Regions from separate parts of the Zea mays genome. Here regions 1 and 3 are each linked to region 2. Evidence: chromatin contacts called from public Hi-C data. All regions are on one chromosome and are shown on one strand. Each heading gives the region's core, a stretch centred on a gene start, on an enhancer-like site or on the middle of the called end of the contact. The rest is flanking DNA. Distances are from core to core; before and after follow the strand shown.

The links. A called contact is a pair of places that touch in the nucleus more often than the background predicts.
Region 1: a Hi-C map of ear shows a contact between it and region 2, with 2.6 times the contacts expected there. The contact joins the promoter of LOC109944588 here to the promoter of LOC100382805 in region 2. A contact is called at or near these places in 8 of 25 Hi-C or Micro-C datasets (bundle sheath, ear, leaf and 3 more).
Region 3: a contact with region 2 is called in a Hi-C map of ear, with 1.6 times the contacts expected there. The contact joins the promoter of LOC100275651 here to the promoter of LOC100382805 in region 2. A contact is called at or near these places in 2 of 25 Hi-C or Micro-C datasets (ear and tassel).

What each region holds. Positions count from the first base shown.
Region 1 is chr2:192,786,938-192,791,012 of Zm-B73-REFERENCE-NAM-5.0, forward strand. It overlaps LOC109944588 (zinc-finger homeodomain protein 1), which reads right to left and starts at 2,378. Exons shown (of 2, transcript XM_023301678.2): 1 at 2,098-2,378; 2 at 683-2,000. The coding sequence starts at 1,901. The coding sequence ends at 1,041.
Region 2 is chr2:192,528,939-192,532,626 of Zm-B73-REFERENCE-NAM-5.0, forward strand. LOC100382805 (Glucose-6-phosphate isomerase 1 chloroplastic) reads right to left here and starts at 1,335. Exons shown (of 14, transcript NM_001175506.1): 1 at 698-1,335. The coding sequence starts at 1,228.
Region 3 is chr2:193,038,884-193,042,850 of Zm-B73-REFERENCE-NAM-5.0, forward strand. It overlaps LOC100275651, which reads right to left and starts at 1,660. Exons shown (of 1, transcript NM_001367826.1): 1 at 880-1,660. The coding sequence starts at 1,591. The coding sequence ends at 1,151. It also overlaps the pseudogene LOC111590980.

The DNA.
Region 1 (4,075 bases), core at 1,128-3,627, 260 kb after region 2:
GCGCGGGGTTATTAAACGCGTTTCAAGGGCATTGATGACCCAAGCTGAAGAGGCCAAAATTACAAGCGTGTACAGTACACATTGCATCTGTAGTCGTCTGTACATACATGATGCATGCATGCATGGATCAAGTAAAAAAAATTGAGGGGAGAATTTACCAAGGGGCAGTATAGTTTACTCTCCACTACAGACCAGCAATCCAGCATGGTAAAAATAACTTACACCCACCTCCATAGTGTGATCAGGAAATGTAAATCAAGTCGCGAGAAGATCACGCACGCACACACCCCTCCATGGCTTGAGCAAGAAGAAGCACTGGAGGACTCGTGCGTGGCAACGACTTTGTAGAGAATATACTGTACAATGCAAAGAGGAGTATAGATAATGGACGAACAGTGTGACCTATATACTCCTATCTTCTTTAGGCGCAGCATGCAGCATCTAACTAGGAAGCAAAACATGAGCAAGAGAGGAAAAAAAAAGATCATCATCGGAGCTGATCCCGGCGCGCAGGTCCAACCACAAAAAATATAAGAAGGCAGGGCACGAGCACGAGACATATAAACACACAGAATGACAGAATCCATGCGGCCGCAATCCCCAGATACACACTCTGTTCGCCGGCAGCGCATCCCATCGTCGCAAGGCCACGTACATTTCCCGTTGAAGAATAGTAGTAAGAAACCAAGCAAACCGGCAAATGGCCATGCCGAATTAATTAATTAATAAACAACACCAACAAGTACGGGTAAATGAGAACTGAAAGAACCGCCGGCAAGAAGATCGATGGAGCATATGCAGCTCGCTACGAGTTACTGCAACTAACCTACGCCGCCACGAAGGCGCCGGAGCCGAAACAAGAATGCTGACAAAGAAGATGCACATGTGTACCTACCGGCCGGAGGGGCTGGCCCCGGCCACCCCCGATCGATCTGCGATCAACAAAATGCAAGCGTGTACGTGGCTCTTCCGTGTACGGATGGGATGGGAGTACACACGCGTCCGGGGGTCAGGTCAGGTCAGGTGATGGTGCTAGCGCGCTACGGCTTCTTGCCGAGGGTGTGCTTGTTGTTGTGCATCCACACCTTGAGCACGTGGCGCTTGACGCAGACCTCGTCGCAGAACTGCTGCACGGCGGCCTCGTCGTGCTTCTGGACGCGCCACCCCACGCGCTCCGCGAACGCCAGCATCCTGTCCTTCTGCTCCTGGCTGAACTTGGTGCGGAACCGCTTCTTGCCGGACCCGCCCGAGCCGGAAGGCCCGGTGGTGCCGCCGAGGGACATGCCGCCCAGCGGCCCCACCGCCGACGACAGCGGCCCGGCCATCCCGGAAAAGTCGTCGTCGCCGTCGCCGTCGTCGCGCCAGCCGTGGGACGTGGACGGCAGCGCCAGCGGCCGCGGCGTGTGCCCCACGGGCACGGGCGGGGCCATCTGCAGCGGCTGCTGGTGGAAGTACCCGGCCGGGGTGCGGCAGTACGGGGAGAAGTGGTGGTGGTGCGGCGCGGCGCTGCCGTAGGCGGCCAGCGCGGCGGGGGAGACGAGCGAGCCCGCGGCGGGCTCCTTGCGGTGGAAGTTGCGGTGGCAGCCGCACGCGGCGCAGCGGAGCGCGCCGAGCGTGCCCTCCTCGCCGGCGGGCATAAACTCGCCGCACCCGTCCACGGCGTGGCCCCCGATGCCCACCGCGTGGTTCTTGAGGCACTCTCGGTACCTCCCGCCGCCGCCGCCGCCGCCGCCGAGGCCGCCCGCCGGGGCCTTGGCGCGAACGCTGAGCGGCTCCACGCCGCCGCCACCGAACCCAGCTGCCAGAGGCGGGGCGTCGTAGCTGGAGCTCACCGGCATCGGCATCGGCATCGGCATCGGCGCCATCTCCTCGTCACTGTCGTCGTGGTCGTCGAAGTCCATGGCCGTCGATCGGCAGCGAGCGACCGGGCGGCCGCCGGCGGTGGCAGGTGTTTCTTGTGCGTGCCTGACCTGTGTGTGGTGTGTTGATGTGTTCTCGAGCTGTGGCAGGCGAAGAAGGTTAAGAGCGGCTTAGGAAGGTTAAGAGAGGGGGATGAAGAGATAAGAGACATGGACTATGGGGAGAGAGTGTGGACACCGTCTGGGCTGCCTGCCAGTTTTGACGCGCCGCTTTGCTGCAGGAATGAAGGCTGGATGCAAGCCGCTGCCGTTGGCCGTAGCTGCCTTGGCGTTGGCCTTGCTTACTAACCCTGGTTTCACTCTACTAGTAGCTAACAACAGTATCTGCGCTCGCTTTCTCACCGCTTCCCTCATCGAATTCACCATGGTCACCCAGCGGCAGCTCAGGGCCGAGCCGACGCCGCCGGTCGCGCTCGTGCCTTTGGTGCATGCTTGTCTCTCTCCCTCCCGGCTGCTGTTTTCCAAGTGGTCGTCTGGCTCCACTCCAAGGCCTCCACCGCCTTTAAAATTGCGGTTTAGAATATGCGATCGCGACACCGGCCCGGTCTTTGTTTTCTCTCGCCTTTATGGTCGAATCTATGTGTGGCAACTTCTCTGTCTTAACAAAGACACTTGAGGCCCAAATCCATACGGTGTGTCTTGATCAAGTACAAATTTGACCTGCAAAACAACGCTGTCGCCTAATCGTGTATATTTGGCCCGTCCAGCCATATATAGTCTAGCTTATACACACACAGCCGTCATTTGGAATAATGGAGTCCAAATGACGGAATTAATGTCGGATGGTGAAGGCATCGGAAATGGCAACAGATGGGCTACCTCTCTAGCATATATAGTCTAGCTTACACACGCACGTGACTGACCCACCCTACTACGTGCAGTGCGTGTATGTTCGGCCATCTGGTCCTCCCTGGGTGACGCGGACCCGCTCGGATCAATAACCGGCCCTAGCTAATCTTCCGGCCGTCGTGGCGTCGTCGTCGTCTAACAATCCAGCGTCCGTTATTTGTTCCATGCGGGAGCACGTCACCCCGCCTCGGGGTAGTAGCTAGCTTAGCTAGCATTCTACGTAATAATCCCGCGGGCTTGTGCCAGGTGGTTCGCGGCCTCAACACACGTGTTAAGGCCTGCACGCTCGGGCGGCTCGGCCCTGCATGTCTCGCCACTTATGAAGCCGCGAACGTCACTGCGCGCCACTTATGAAGAAGTACGTAGTACACGTTAATTCTGGCGATATAACGGGTGCGCGGCGGAGAAAAAAAGAAGTAGCAGGGAGGAAATTTGAAAGCCGACGACGGCGGCGGAGTGGGATTACGGCCGGCCTTGTCTTGGCCTAGCTAGAGAGCCTTATCTTGTGTGATAAGAAGCGGGTCAGAGCTTAAGCGCCACAGGCTGCTAATCCTTTCCCGGATCGATCCGCCGCCGGTCTCCGTCGACCTACCGAGAGCGGTGCTGGTGGTGCATGCGTGGTCCAGGAGCGGCGTGGAGCCGCCGGCCGGTTGCTTTCCGTGCCAGTTTGGGAGGGTACGTACAGCGGTCCGCCGCGCTCGGGTCCGTGCGTACGTGATCGGTCCGGCCGGCACCACCGCCGGAGATCCAGTCCGACGCGTCGATCTTTTCCGTACGTGGTGGGCCTGTGCCTCTGTGTATGTAGCGGTGGTCTGCCGCCGGCGTGTTAGCATATGCATGGCCGTCACGTACGTACGCGTTGGTTTCCGGTAGGCCGGCCCCCGCGGCCCCTTTGGTCTGCCACGGTCAACCAATACATACCCATCTACATGCCCCCAAACAAACGTACGGCGGTACTAGTACTGCTACAGCACTTGTGTACGCAAACGAAATCTAGAATTCTAGATCGAACGGTCAGGACCACAGGAAACTAGCTATAGTACACATTCCCTCCGTGTCTCTCTCCCACGGCCGGCCGACGGTCCGCGAACAGGGTCACACACGCACTTCGATCGCTCTACTCGTACTAGCTAGCTAGCTAGCAAAGCCGGCCAGACTCTTGTGTGCATGGACCGGCACCGGCACCGCTGGGCGCTGGCCACGCGCGCAGAGCCTGAAAAGACGGGCCACGTTCTCATGCATTGCATGCCAATGCCATGCGACAAGGGACGGGATCACGGAAATGGCGCATGCATGCATGGAGACGG
Region 2 (3,688 bases), core at 85-2,584:
CAACATATATAAATAAAACGAGACACTTGCAATCAACTTCTTTCAAAATCTGGTCCCCAAAATTGCTCCAGGTGCTTTGATTCAGTCATAAGCATATATGATATACATGTATAACTGTTAATTGGCACCGTTTCCCTGACAGACTAGACACTCCTTCCAGTCGCCAAATCAGCCCGAAAACGAGTTTTCTAATGGATGGAGCCAAGGTTATTAAAACGGTAAAACGTTGGAACGCTCATGGGTGAATTTTTGACTTTTAAACCTTTAAACTTTGTTTAAACGTAGTTTTAAACAACACAGGAAAAATACCAATACATCATAATTTCAAACAATAATGTGAAGTTAAATACCAAAATAGAGAGGTTAGTGGCTTACCAAAACTTCACCCATGAGCTGGATTGAACCTCAAAAGTAACTAGTAGACTGAGCCCAAAAGTAGTTAATGGTCTAAAATGTATAAATCACTGCGTTTTACAGTTTAGAACGCCAAAACGCTAAAACGTGGTTTCAATCTCTAATTAGAGTTTTCACGTTTAAACGTAGTTTAAACATCGTTTAAACGTAGTTTTAATAACACTGGATGGAGCTAAAAATGGTAGAGTGGCACGGCATATCAAGCATGCTATGCAATTCGAAATCTCCAGGAGAAGGAACTTCAAGTATGTAGGCAAATATAAATGGAAAATGTTGCAGCGACCTTTCCAGAGACGACATCTTGAGAGAAGGCGAGGATTCTGTCGAGTGCGGTCTCGATCTTGTTCCGGAGGAAGGAGTTGGGAGCGAGGGCCGGGTCGCGGAGCCAGTAGTGGCCCACCATGCGACCCTCGTCGGGGTTGGCGATGGCGCCCTTCTCGAGCTCCCGCATGTCGACGAAGGCCTGCTGCATCCGCGGCTCCATCTGCCGCAGGAACTCCTCCGTGAACCCCATCCGGCTGACGTCGACGAAGATGCCGAGCTCCTTGTGCTGGTAGAGCCACTCGACGTAGCGCTCCCACAGCTTGATCGGGTCCTTCTCCACCGCGCGGACGCCGCCGCTGCCGTTCTCCGGGCCGGAGCCCAGCGCTGGGCGGGCCGGGCTCGGGGCGGAATTGGAGGAGCGGGAGAGGTCGGCGATGGAGTGGGGCGCGCGGAGGCGGAGGTGGGAGGGCCGGAGCAGAAGGTGCCGGCGCAGCCGAAGCCGGCACACGGCGGAAGATGGCGGCGCCGCCGCGCCGGAGATGGACGCCATCGCCGGCGGCGTCGTTGCAGCAGGGGATGGTGGTTGTGAGGACCCTCGCTTCGTTCGCCTGTCGGTCTTGGGTTCACGCGCCTCCGAAGCGAGGGTTTAGTTTTGTGGGGAAGGAGTCCACGAGGTGGAGTTGGTGGCCTCGCTGGGCTTGGCTTTATCTGGGGTTAGGGGAGGAAGACGGAGGAGGAGGAAGAGATGGTCCATGTCAGTCGGGTCACCTGGGTGCCCCACCCGTCAGCCGCCTGGGGTACGGGGCACCCCACTTGCCAGAGGCAGGCTCGGTATCACCACGGGGGAGCAACTACCAGTTTCCGTGGGTGTCACCATGTCAGGCGCTCAGCACGTGCGACCGACGGCGTAGGGGAAGTTGGGGACGCTAGTGCGACGCCGAGGGAGAGGTGGTGGATGGCAGCGCCTGCACGGATCGCTAGTGGGCCGGGGATGTCTTCGTGAAGGTGAAGTACGGGGCACAGGGCCGCACGAAGCAAAAAAGCGAGGAACTCGCTGGGAGATATTTGCGCCTCGCGTTCGTGTATGCTTGCGTAGTTGATTGAGCTTCCTGTTTTTCTGGAGATTTGCTGCTTTGGGGCTCGTCGACGGCGACCGTAGGACTGACCGGCTGGGATGGGAGGGGGAAGAATACGGCAAACAACGTGTGGTTTTCTCCTCTCCTGTTGCGGAAACCCGAAATGCTCTGCTCGCCGTCGAATTCTCGTGGTTTGAGTTTACTGCTCTCTTCATCTCAACTTTCAGTCTTCACGCACTCCATCTCAGCCCCGAATACTTCCACGCTGACCCGCGGATATGCATGGCATGATTCTTGATGCTGATGCAAATGAGAAAAATATAGGAATACTTTAGAAATAGTTCCGTACCACTGATGTAAAATTATTTTCTATATCTTAAGCGAGATATTAAAAATTGTCAGAGAATCAACAAATAAACAAATATGGTCGCAACTTTTTTTAGTGACTTAGAGCATCTACAATTAAGCCGGGTCCTATATTTAAATATAGGAGTTAAGATCTCAAAATAACTTCCAACAAAATTGCTATTTTATAAATTTCCATCAAATGGATATAGCACCTGAAGTCACAGTTACTAAATATAGCACTCCAGTCAGAGGACCTATTTCTGTGTGTCTAATCTCACGGAGTTAACTACCACATGAGTTTAGGAGTTGCTATTGGAGTTAGAAAAAATATTGATCCAAATTAACTTGAATCAAGTCTAATTTAGCTTTTGATGTCCCAATTATAGGAGTTCATCTTGGAAATGCTCTTATAATACTTATAATTTACCGAGTGATTTTTTAATAAACTATAAAAACTCGGATCGCTCTCTCTATCTTTACTACTTATTAAGACAGTAAGGGGTAGGCTGTCATTTCGTGTTCTGCATTCCCCCTCCCCGCACAGTCCATTCTCATATTCTGCCACCATTCCTGCCATTCTCATTCCTCCCCTCCCGCAAAGTCCATTCTCATTCCCACGTACATCCCACACCTAACTAAAATTAAATTAAAAAACACACACTCCTAGCTAAAATTAAATTAAAAAACACAAATGGCTCTAAGGGGATTTGAACATGTGACCTCTCATCAAGCAAATATGATTGTAGCTACCACTACACCACATGTGTATTTATGTCCACATCTATTACAGTAAAAATATCTACTACATCTATCTCGAAGCCTACCTGCTACCCTTACACAATGTGTAGTAGTTGATAAGTATCACCGAGATTCTTGAATCATATTTTTGGATGGAGTGAGTAGTATTTAAAGAAGAGCCTTGCATACAATTTATTTTGTTTGAATAATGTTTTCAACCTAAATTCCTTTTTGCATGTGTGACATTTATTCTCCGTAATATTTTTTCCATGAATCTAACTTGTGAGTCATTTTTATAAACCAATGTCAAAGATAAATACATGTTTCTTACTTGGAAACCCCGAACAAACACCACTAACAGGAGGAGCTCGCGTTAGCGTCGCTCATCGACGACGAGAAGAAGCTTGACGACTGTCAGTTCGACCTCTGGAAACAGTCCTACGTGGCCGCATGCGCCGCTGTGTATGGTAAGCTCCGGCGCAGCCGCCGCTTGGACGCGGTCCAGAGCGGCTGCACCGCACTGTCCATCGTCAAACAAGGGGACCTCATGGTCGTCGCCAGCGCCGGCGACTCTCGGGTTGTTCTGGGCACCGCATCCAACGACGGTGCCATCACGCCGTCCAGCTCATCATTCACATGAAGCCCAACCTACCACGTAAGTCGCTACTGACCGGCCATCAATTCTTGTGCGCTGGGACGACGGCCGTTGCTGACGTTTGTGAGTGTCCTCGAACAAGATGTATGTAGAGGAGTAGCACATCCGGTGGTGCAACGGCCAGGTGTACTACCTCGCTGATGAGCCCGGGGTGCATTTTGTTTGGCAGCCCAGCCAAGAGTCATCGGTACTC
Region 3 (3,967 bases), core at 410-2,909, 510 kb after region 2:
TCCACCGCTCGCTCCCAGCGGACGTCAGGACGTGTCCTTTCTCCTTTGCAGCCGCCGCGCACGGAAGCAGACCACGCAGGGCGCAGCAGGCAAAAACGACAGCACCCGGCGTCCGGCACCGGCAACAAGGCAAGGCCACCGCGGGCCGGCAGCAGCCGGCAGGTGCAGCGGACCGCGCGTGTAGGCGGGCGCATCGCATGAGGTGGGCACGGACGCGGACACAGGCACGTGCTCCCCTGCCCCACCGCCCACTGCGCCCTCGACACCTCACCATCGGCATCAGCGGCCACCGTTCCCCCACCGCCCCAGCCGGAGCCCACCCCCGTTTTCTATTTGCCGCCAGCTGGTCCAGCCCTACTCTACTCTTACTCTACTCTACCGCGCCGGATAGGGAGGGCGGGAGGTGTGCGTATAATAATAATGGGCTCTGGCAGCTTGCGGGACGCGACCAGATCCAGGGCGCACAGACAGCTGTTGCGTCTGTGGCCCAGATCCATCAGCTTGTTCGGCTGCCACAGAGAGAGCACTGTTGCAGCTGCAAAATACTGTTGCGGCTGCAATCCCTAGAGACAAAATACTGTAGAAGCCGCAGCCGCAGTTGGATTAAAGCCGCAGCGAACAAGCCACATACCCCTAGCTCGATCTACAAGCACGAGCTCATCATGCCCATGGATCCTGGCCTGGCCTGGTCTCTCTGCATCGACGTTCGTTCGTGTGTGTGTATGTGTGCAGCCCAAGCTCAAGATCGCGCAACAACGGTGAGCTCTACACCACAGTAACACTGCACTACTCTCAGTCTACTACTCAGTAGTACGAGCACTCTCCAAGATCTGATCCGATCTGATACGATCACCGAGCTAAAATGTAGTAAGCAGTAGCTGCGAAAGAGAATCAACAGGGTATTATACAAATGGATGAACGGAGCACAACACCACCGAGCCAGCCCAACCAATCTGTCCGAGCCACGGTCCTACACTGTAGCAACACGAACGAACAGATGCCGCCAGTCCTACTGAATCGAATGCCGAATGGAATATGGATATTCGGATGGAAGAAAAAAAATGGTGAAAAGAAAAAAAAAGAAGGAATCAACGGCTCAACACGGATAACAAATAAATTACAGCACGGGGCAGTGCAGATCTCCCTTCTCTCAGTAGAAGGCGGCGGCGGCGGCGGCCACGGCGGCAGCGGCGGCGAACCACTTGGCGGCGGCGGGGGAGACGGCGGCGGCGGCGCTGGGGGCAGGGGGCACCTCGGCGGAGGGCGTCGGGGCGGGGCCCTCCGTGGGCATCGGCGGGGAGCTCATCTCGGGGGTCGGGGCCTCGGCCTTGGGCGCCGGGGCAAGGGCCTCGGGCGCGGGGGCGGGGGCCTTGGGAGCGGGCGCCGGGGCCGGGGGAGGCGTGGCCGGAGGCTGGGCGGGCGGCGACACCGGCGCCGGGGCGGGCGGCGGGGTCGCGGGCGTCGGAGGCGGCGTCGCCGGCGGGGGAGGAGACGCCTTGGGAGCCGGCGTCGGGGTGGCGGCCGGGGCCTGCGCCGCCGCGGCGGCGAAGAGCATTGCCATGGCCAGGGCCGCGAGCTGGAAGCGCGCCATTGCAGCCGAGTAGGCGAGAGAGAAGCTTGATGAGCGTGTGCGTGTGTGTGTGTGTACTGTGATGGTGTGTGCCCGGTGCCGGGACAGTAGAGGGCCGCGTCTTATAAAGAGGTCGAAGCCGAGGTTACGACGCGTAATTACTAGTCCTGCCAGGGGTTTAGCTGCTACTTTCCTCGAAGATCAGCCGCCGTTGGATCGGTCCGTGACGGCGATGTCACATTTTGCCCAGAGCCTGTTTCGAGTATGATAAAAAAATCTGAAGATGGGGTTTGGCTACATCTCCATTTTCGCCCAATGGACATGGTCGGTTGTGAGCTGGCGCTCACTGTATGTCTTGTCGTGCGTACGTATTTTTGGATTTTGGGAAATGCGGCAACGGTCCACCCATTTATAATGTTCTCTCTCTCTCTCTTTTAAAAAAATAGGCCCCATCAAATATTATCAGCTCCATATACGGTCTCATTTGGCACCCACATATATTGTTTCTGTCTATACAATACTGCCATTCAGAATAAGGAAATTGTGCCGCTATTTTTTTATGAATTTGAAGGGGGGAAATAAAACTTCAATGCGGCTTGAGTAGCCGTTGATAATGTCGTTGGCGCGGCCACTTGTACATCTCATCTCCAGCTAAGGTTCGTTGCCCAGAATAGTGCCTTTGAAACGGGATGATTAGCTTGTTGAAACTAATCAATGAGGCCCCCATGTTCCGCGCTCAGATTTTTTATATTCGGGCCATCTCTAAACGGCTCACAATACTGCTGAACCACCTCCGAAACGGTGGCAACCTACACCTAGGGATAAAAATGAGGCATAAATCACAACATCATATTAAATACATCTCTGCCTCTCTATCACCTCTCTCTTACAGAGATTGACCGGCTATATTTGGCTTACAAGTCCACGGTTCCTTATTGATACTGTTACTGTTAGACTGTTTCCGGTAAATAGAGTAGAATAGGAGACACAAAACTGTACATGACACTATTCACACTGTTTAGAGAGTAAAATTTAAAATAGAGGATGAGACAGAGGATCTGCTAGAGATAGCCTTAAGTTGTTATGAAAAACGCGTTTACATACGACGGCCTATTAGCAGTTGTGTATTCTTGTGACTTTGATCCATATGATAAATCCAGCGATTTCCAGCCTATGTAACCAGATTCTTCCAATAAAAGCTATATATAATCCTACGTGCACGATGGTCAACTTGATCGATGCAAGAGAACTCTAGTGACCTCCCACCTAATGATCTAACCAAACCCTTCCAAAAACCAGAGTTTGAGTTTCACTGCTTGGTGACGCTGAACTTGATCCACAGGGTAAATCCAGTAAAATCTAACCTACTCAAATAGAACCGGAAAATATATGGGGCCAGATTGTTACCCATTACCAGCAAAGCTGCAGACGGATGAAGTTGCTCGTGTTACTTGCAAGACATGGACAACAGACCATGTAAATAACCGTACAAAATACTGTTATACAATGTTTATAAAACATAGTTTGAAATAGAGAATAGTATAAAGAGTCAGGCTACTCTGCCGCGTTCATGATCGATCATGGAGTCCACACAGCGTTTCCGGTGACCATCGTGGCCATCAGGCTGGGTTGTGCCCAGGTTGGAAGATTCCGGCCGGCCGCACGGACAGTCGGCAATAGCAACCCGCTTTTCTTGCTAGTTGTGCTGTTGTTAGACCCTTTGAGCTCTCGTTGTATTATCCCATCTAAGGTTATTCGTTCGTCCCGTGCAAAGCGCGCAAGTCTATTCCTCTTTTCTACATCTCGTCTACTAATGGTCCACTACACCATAGACATGCCGTAAGAAACCACTTAATCACAACACGATTGAAAAACCAAGCGCCGCAATCCCACGTAGTACTACCTCGTTACTTGGAAGAGGACGAGCGACCGAGCGAGCTATAAAAAAAATTGGTCTCCTTTTTAATTTGTATTTTTCTCGGCCTTTTGGCTAAGATAAAATGTATTATTTGTTATTATCAATTTAATATTTGATATATTTATCAGTTTAGTATTTAATATGTAGATCATATGTTCGTTTTAATATTAAATTTATTTTTTATGTGTATTAAATATAATTGTTTGCTGTCGCAACACATAACAATCAACTATTTTAATATAATTGACAGCTGATTGTTTTTTTAAAAAAAAATAGCAATGGCGACACCGACATGCCAACCAGCGAGACAGGCCGCCCCACGAATCTCGTCCTACCGAGCGCGCGAACTGCGTCGAGCTCGCAACGTGACGGCCACAAGCTCACATGAAAACCGCAAGCAGCAGTCACCATGTCCCGATGCCGATGAACGTCGAACGGTCGAAGTGTGGTACGGCCGGTACAGTCGTGGGCTATGATAA